Linked DNA regions of Mus musculus: region 2 is linked to region 1. A link is a contact called in public promoter capture Hi-C data. All regions are on one chromosome and are shown on one strand. Each heading gives the region's core, a stretch centred on a gene start, on an enhancer-like site or on the middle of the called end of the contact. The rest is flanking DNA. Distances are from core to core; before and after follow the strand shown. Region 1 overlaps Tcf3 (transcription factor 3). Region 2 holds the start of Atp8b3 (ATPase, class I, type 8B, member 3).

Region 1 (2,632 bases), core at 46-2,545:
ACACACACACACACACACACACTTGTGACCAAGAGCCATCAGGTAGACTGACTGTTCAGGTCCTCAATGTAGCCTGTGTGCTGGTTTGTTTGGGGAGCACTGAGGCACACGGCAGGGCTCAGGAACCTGGCAAAATGGAGTGCTTGCTTTTCACATGAGGGCTTAGGACAGGCGCGGTCCCATAGGGGATGCAGTGCTTGTAGAGATGTTAGGCCAGCACACGTGGAGGGAATAGAACAGGGGTACAGAGGAGCCTCCAGCAAGGAGGCAGCCTGTGCACAGGCCTGTGGGCAGAGCAGAGCCCTCGTAGGGAGAACGAGAGGGTGGAAGAGACGGGAAGCTCTGACAAGCCAGTGTGCAGTGGCCTGTGGGTGTGGGGAACATTTTGCCAGCAGAGAGCAGGGTAGGAATGTCTGGCCTCTGCACCCTCAGGTGACGCTGGGAGCCATAAGGCTAGCACTGGCTGTGTGAGGGGCTCGGTGGATTGGGCGTGGGTGAGACTAAGGATGACGTCCACAGAGGAAGCCCCAGGCCCACGCAGTGTCTGCTGTGCATGATCTTATGCAGGCCCCCCTCAGCTCTTAATCCCTAGACTGTGTCTGCACTCCGAATTGTGCCTGTTGTATTTCAATGTTTGTTGTGGACATTTTCTAGGCAGTTCTTGTTATTGATATCCTGACCCAATTTCTCAGGTAGCCCAGGCTGGCTTTGGAATGACCTTGAATTTCTGGTCTCTAGCCTTGGCCTCCGAAGTCCAGGATTGATGCGTGTGCCAACAACCAGGTTTATGATTTTGATTTTGATTTTTTTTTTTAGACAACCTCACTGTGTATCATAGGCTGGTCTTGAACTTACAACCCCTTTACCTCAGCCTCCCAGTGCTGGGGTGACAGGTGTGTTCTTGTACCAGTCCACAGACTCTCCCCCTGCCCCATGGTTATAGCAGGGATTGCTCCTCCCACTGCTTTGGTTTTCTGAGTCAGGGTTTCTCTGTGTAGCCCTGGCTGTCCTGGAACTCACTCTGTAGACCAGGCTGGCCTCAAACTCAGAAATCTACCTGCCTCTGCCTCCCAAGTGCTGGGATTAAAGGTGTGTGCTACCAGTGGACAGCTGTTCCCCTAGTTTTAAAACTTGTGAGTTTGCCATTTTCAAACAGAGCAGGTTCTGCAGTTGCTGGTTTGCCATTTTCAAACAGAGCAGGTCTGCAGTTGCTGGTTCTGTGAAGGGTCTAGTGTGACTTCAGTGTCAGGCAGGGAGCCAGCTCCCAGTTGAGGGCAGCCATCCAGCCTGCCTCTCTCAGTTTGTTTGGAGCTGCGTCCTGGCAAGGGGCCCCTCATCCCTGGCTTGTTTCAGGACTCGGGAGGGCAGGCACAACAGCGGGTGCCAGCGAGATCAAGCGGGAGGAGAAAGAGGATGAGGAAATCGCATCAGTAGCCGACGCCGAAGAGGACAAGAAGGACCTGAAGGTCCCACGCACGCGCACCAGGTGCCAAACCCCACCCCTTGGGCCATACACGCACACATCACATGTTACACACATCACACGTGCACACAGACCCCGGGAGGCCCTGCAGGCCACCACATCACCTCACTGTCTCCCTCTGGCCCCCGGCTCCCCTCCCCCATAGCCCAGACGAGGACGAGGACGACCTTCTCCCCCCAGAGCAGAAGGCGGAGCGGGAGAAGGAGCGCCGGGTGGCCAATAATGCCCGAGAGCGCCTGCGGGTCCGCGACATCAATGAGGCCTTTAAGGAGCTCGGCCGCATGTGCCAGCTGCACCTCAGCAGCGAGAAGCCGCAGACCAAACTGCTCATCCTGCACCAGGCCGTGGCCGTCATCCTCAGCCTGGAGCAGCAGGTGCGAGGTCAGTGGGCGGCCCGCGCCCCGCGCCTCCGCGATGCTCCTTCCCTGCTGCCCAAGCCAGAGCAGTGACAGTCCCTCACCGACCAGTCCTTGCACCCCTCCTCCAGACAGGAGGTTCCCTGCACTCGCTGCTCTCTGAACTGACTGTCCCTGCCCAGTTTGCTACACTGTGGCACTAATGACCAGTCCTGCCTCATACTGCTGTCCCCACTCTGACTGTCCCCATCCACTCTTGACTGTCCCTATCCACTCTGTCCCCATCCACATTGACTGTCCCCATCTACTCTGTCACCATCCACACTGTCTGTCACCATCCACACTGACTGTCCCTATCCACACTGACTGTCCCCATCCACACTGACTGTCCCCATCCACACTGTCTGTCCCCATCTACACTGACTGTCCCTATCCACACTGACTGTCCTCACTCTGTCCCCATCCATACTGACTGTTCCCATCCATACTGACTGTCCCCAACCATTCTGACTGTCCCCATCTACTCTGTCACCATCCACACTGACTGTCCTCATCCTCATTACCTAACATCACATCCACCCTCTTCCACACCAGCTGTTCCCAATGTCAGCTGTCCCTTGTACCTACTCTGTCTCTGCACTGTCCCACAGGTTGTCTTTCTGCCGGTCACACTCTAGGTCGACTGTCCCCGTCCCCCCCCACCCCCCTGATCTCCTTCATACCTGCTGGCCCCAGTTCTGACTGACTGACCTCCTTCCTGCCTTGCTGATCCTGGGCCTGCCTCTGACAGGCC
Region 2 (2,632 bases), core at 66-2,565, 130 kb before region 1:
GTACACAGGTATCAACATAGCCCATCAGTGCCTTGTGGGCTCCCTTTCCCACTTAGGCATGACAGATACAGACCTGGCTCAACCGTGCTCACTGGTGTGCAACCTTCCCACTCCTAATCCCCAATTCAGCAATGTTTAGTTGGGCTGGAGTATACTGTGCTTAGTGTGCTTGGAAGATGCTCTTCCCAAATGCAGGAGATGTAGCTCAGTGAGAGGCTGCTGTCATTATATAGGGTGGAGGATTAATCTGCATTCCCCTACATAATAAAGCTTGAGACCAGTTTGAACTTAACTCCTGCCCTGCAGAATGAAGCTCAGACCCACCTTTTCTGAGCCTGTCCCTGATACCCCAGCCATGCCCTAGTCTCTGCCTCCCTCCCTGGATCATGACTTGACCCTTTTCTTCTTTTCTCCTCCTCCTCCTCCTCCTCCTCCTCCTCCTCCTCCTCCTCCTCCTCCTCCTCCTCCTCCTCCTCCTCCTTTTGGTTTTTCAAGACAGAGTTTCTCTGTGTAGCCCTGGCTGTTCTGGAACTCACTCTGTAGACCAGGCCTGCCTCTGTCTCTGCCTCCCAAGTACTGGGATTAAAGGCATGTGTCACCACTGCCTGGCTTGACCCTTTTCTGTTCTACGGCTGGCCTTATCTTGGCCTTGCCCGCAGAGATTCCAGATGCCAGACCCCTGCCTTTCCTCCCTGACCTCTTCCCAAGGCTTTCCTGTCCTTTCTAGTTTACCCAAACCCCCTCCCTCCTTCCTTCCTTCCTGGCCCTTGACTCATGCCTCCGCCCACAAAGCATTGTCCCATCCTTGAGATGTAATACCACGCTCACCAGGAATAGACTCCCCTGGAAGCCTGGTCTCCGCTTTTTTTTTTTTTTTTTTTGAGACAGGGTTTCTCTGTATAGCTGTCCTGGCTGTCCTGGAACTCACTTTGTAGACCAGGCTGGCCTCGAACTCAGAAATCCACCTGCCTCTGCCTCCCGAGTGCTGGGATTAAAGGCGTATGCCACTACGCCTGGCTGTACAATTAATTCTTGCTCCACCCATAAGCCTGGTTTGTAGCACAAGGTTGGCTCTGCCAAGCTCCTAAAACACGACTCCGCCCACGAGACCTGACCACACCCCGAAGACTCAGCCACGCCCACAACTCCAGGCTCTACCCTTACCCTCTGTGCCATTCAACTAGGCCCCACCTTCTCCAGGCCCCGCCCCTGTCGCCTGGTCCTATCCTTCTCCTGCCCTTAAGCTGCAGGCCTTAAGGCTCTGGTAGGCCCCGCCCCCTTCGCAATGCCCCGCCCCACGAGCCCGCGCCACCCGTTTCAGACCCGTTGGCACCAGGCTAACAGCTCCACAACATCGGCGGCCCTGGACGCCGCTGGCGGCCCGCCCTAGGCAGCCAGGCCCCACCAAGCCCGGCCCTCGCAGGTGAGCACCGATGCTCACGAGTTGTGCATCCTTGGGCGCCACTGTGACCTCTCTGTGCTCTAGGGGTCTTGGGCCCGGATGCCAGCACTTGAGACAGGAGATGGTGCCCCCTTGAGGTTCATAAAACCAGACACCGAGGTGGAGCTTACCTACAGGACAGTTTGGTGACCACTAGAGTTCACTAGGGCTGTGCGTCATGGCCGCTGGGGAATACTGCTAATGGGGTGTCTGGTGAGTGGGCAGGAACACTTTGGAACAGGAAGATTTTGGAAACTTTGAAAAACATTGGAAAGGAAGACTGAGTGCAGTAGCAATTCTCAACCTGGGGAGGGTCAAACGACCCTTTCACAGGGGCCACCTAAGACGATCTGAAAAAAACAGATATTTGCATTATGCTTCATGACAGTAGCAAAATTAGTCATGGAATAACAACAAAACCAATTTTGTCGTTGGGGTCCCCACAATATGAGGAACTTATTAAAGGGTCATAGCATTAGGAAGGTTAAGAACCCCTGGACTAGAGTGTTCCCTAGAATCAAGATCTCTTCACACATCCTTCCCACACCCTCTCCAGCCTCAGTTTTCCTCACGTGATAATCAGGGAAAAGCCCAATACCCAGAGCTGGTGCTGAGCCAGGAGGAGGTGGGGCCCCAAGATGCCCTGGGGAAACACATGACTCAGACACCAGGACTCCTTGTCCTGGGGGAAATGTGGGTTCAGCAGACATTAAGACAGTGAAAGCTCTAGAAGAGAGGTGACCAGAGGCAAGATGGGGGACACCCCAGCTGCTCAGGAAGCCCCCAGGAGGCGCATGATTCCCACGGGCCGGTCTGGGAAGTACAGAGTGAAATTTGGAGGGTGAGGAAGAAATCCACCAGGCAGGGTGGTGACAGTGGGGGGCATATGGGTAAACTGGGGGACCGATGGGGTGAGTGCTCAGGTGGTGGTTGAAGATCTGCCCCCCGGGAAGGGAGCAGGGAGGACCCATGTCACCAGGTATAGGGCTGTCTTAAGTTACCAGACCCAGCCAGGAGTGAGAGCACAGGTCTGTCATCCTAGCTCCTCCAGGAGGCTGGAGCAGAATTATGGGTGTAAGAGCAGCAGAGTGAGACCCTGTCACTACACTTAGCAATCCCAAGGCCAGATCTTTTTGTCTCCCTCCTCCTCCTCCTCCTCCTCCTCCTCCTCCTCCTCCTCCTCCTCCTCTT

What was found. Promoter capture Hi-C pulls out the DNA fragments that hold promoters and counts their contacts.
Region 2: a promoter capture Hi-C map of neural stem cells shows a contact between it and region 1. The contact joins the promoter of Atp8b3 here to the enhancer-like site in region 1. A contact is called at or near these places in 18 of 39 promoter capture datasets (the 3T3-L1 cell line, 3T3-L1-derived adipocytes, the C10 cell line and 11 more), 1 of 484 Hi-C or Micro-C datasets (bone marrow-derived macrophages), 17 of 115 datasets of contacts at active chromatin or transcription factors (the 230-238 cell line, the HPC-7 cell line, the SCID.adh cell line and 10 more) and 4 of 9 other capture datasets (adipose tissue, embryonic stem cells, liver and 1 more).

The regions. Positions count from the first base shown.
Region 1 is chr10:80,412,059-80,414,690 of GRCm38.p6, reverse strand. Tcf3 (transcription factor 3) reads left to right here. Exons shown (of 19, transcript NM_001164149.2): 17 at 1,354-1,486; 18 at 1,629-1,864. Among named protein-coding and RNA genes, the nearest start is that of Uqcr11, 6.6 kb to the right of the region's middle. Within about 2 kb of position 1,295, at least 33 of the 459 cell types and tissues checked have an H3K27ac peak or open chromatin away from gene starts, as enhancers often do. A contact at or near this core is called in neural stem cells, where this site is marked.
Region 2 is chr10:80,537,807-80,540,438 of GRCm38.p6, reverse strand. Atp8b3 (ATPase, class I, type 8B, member 3) reads left to right here and starts at 1,315. Exons shown (of 28, transcript NM_026094.3): 1 at 1,315-1,423.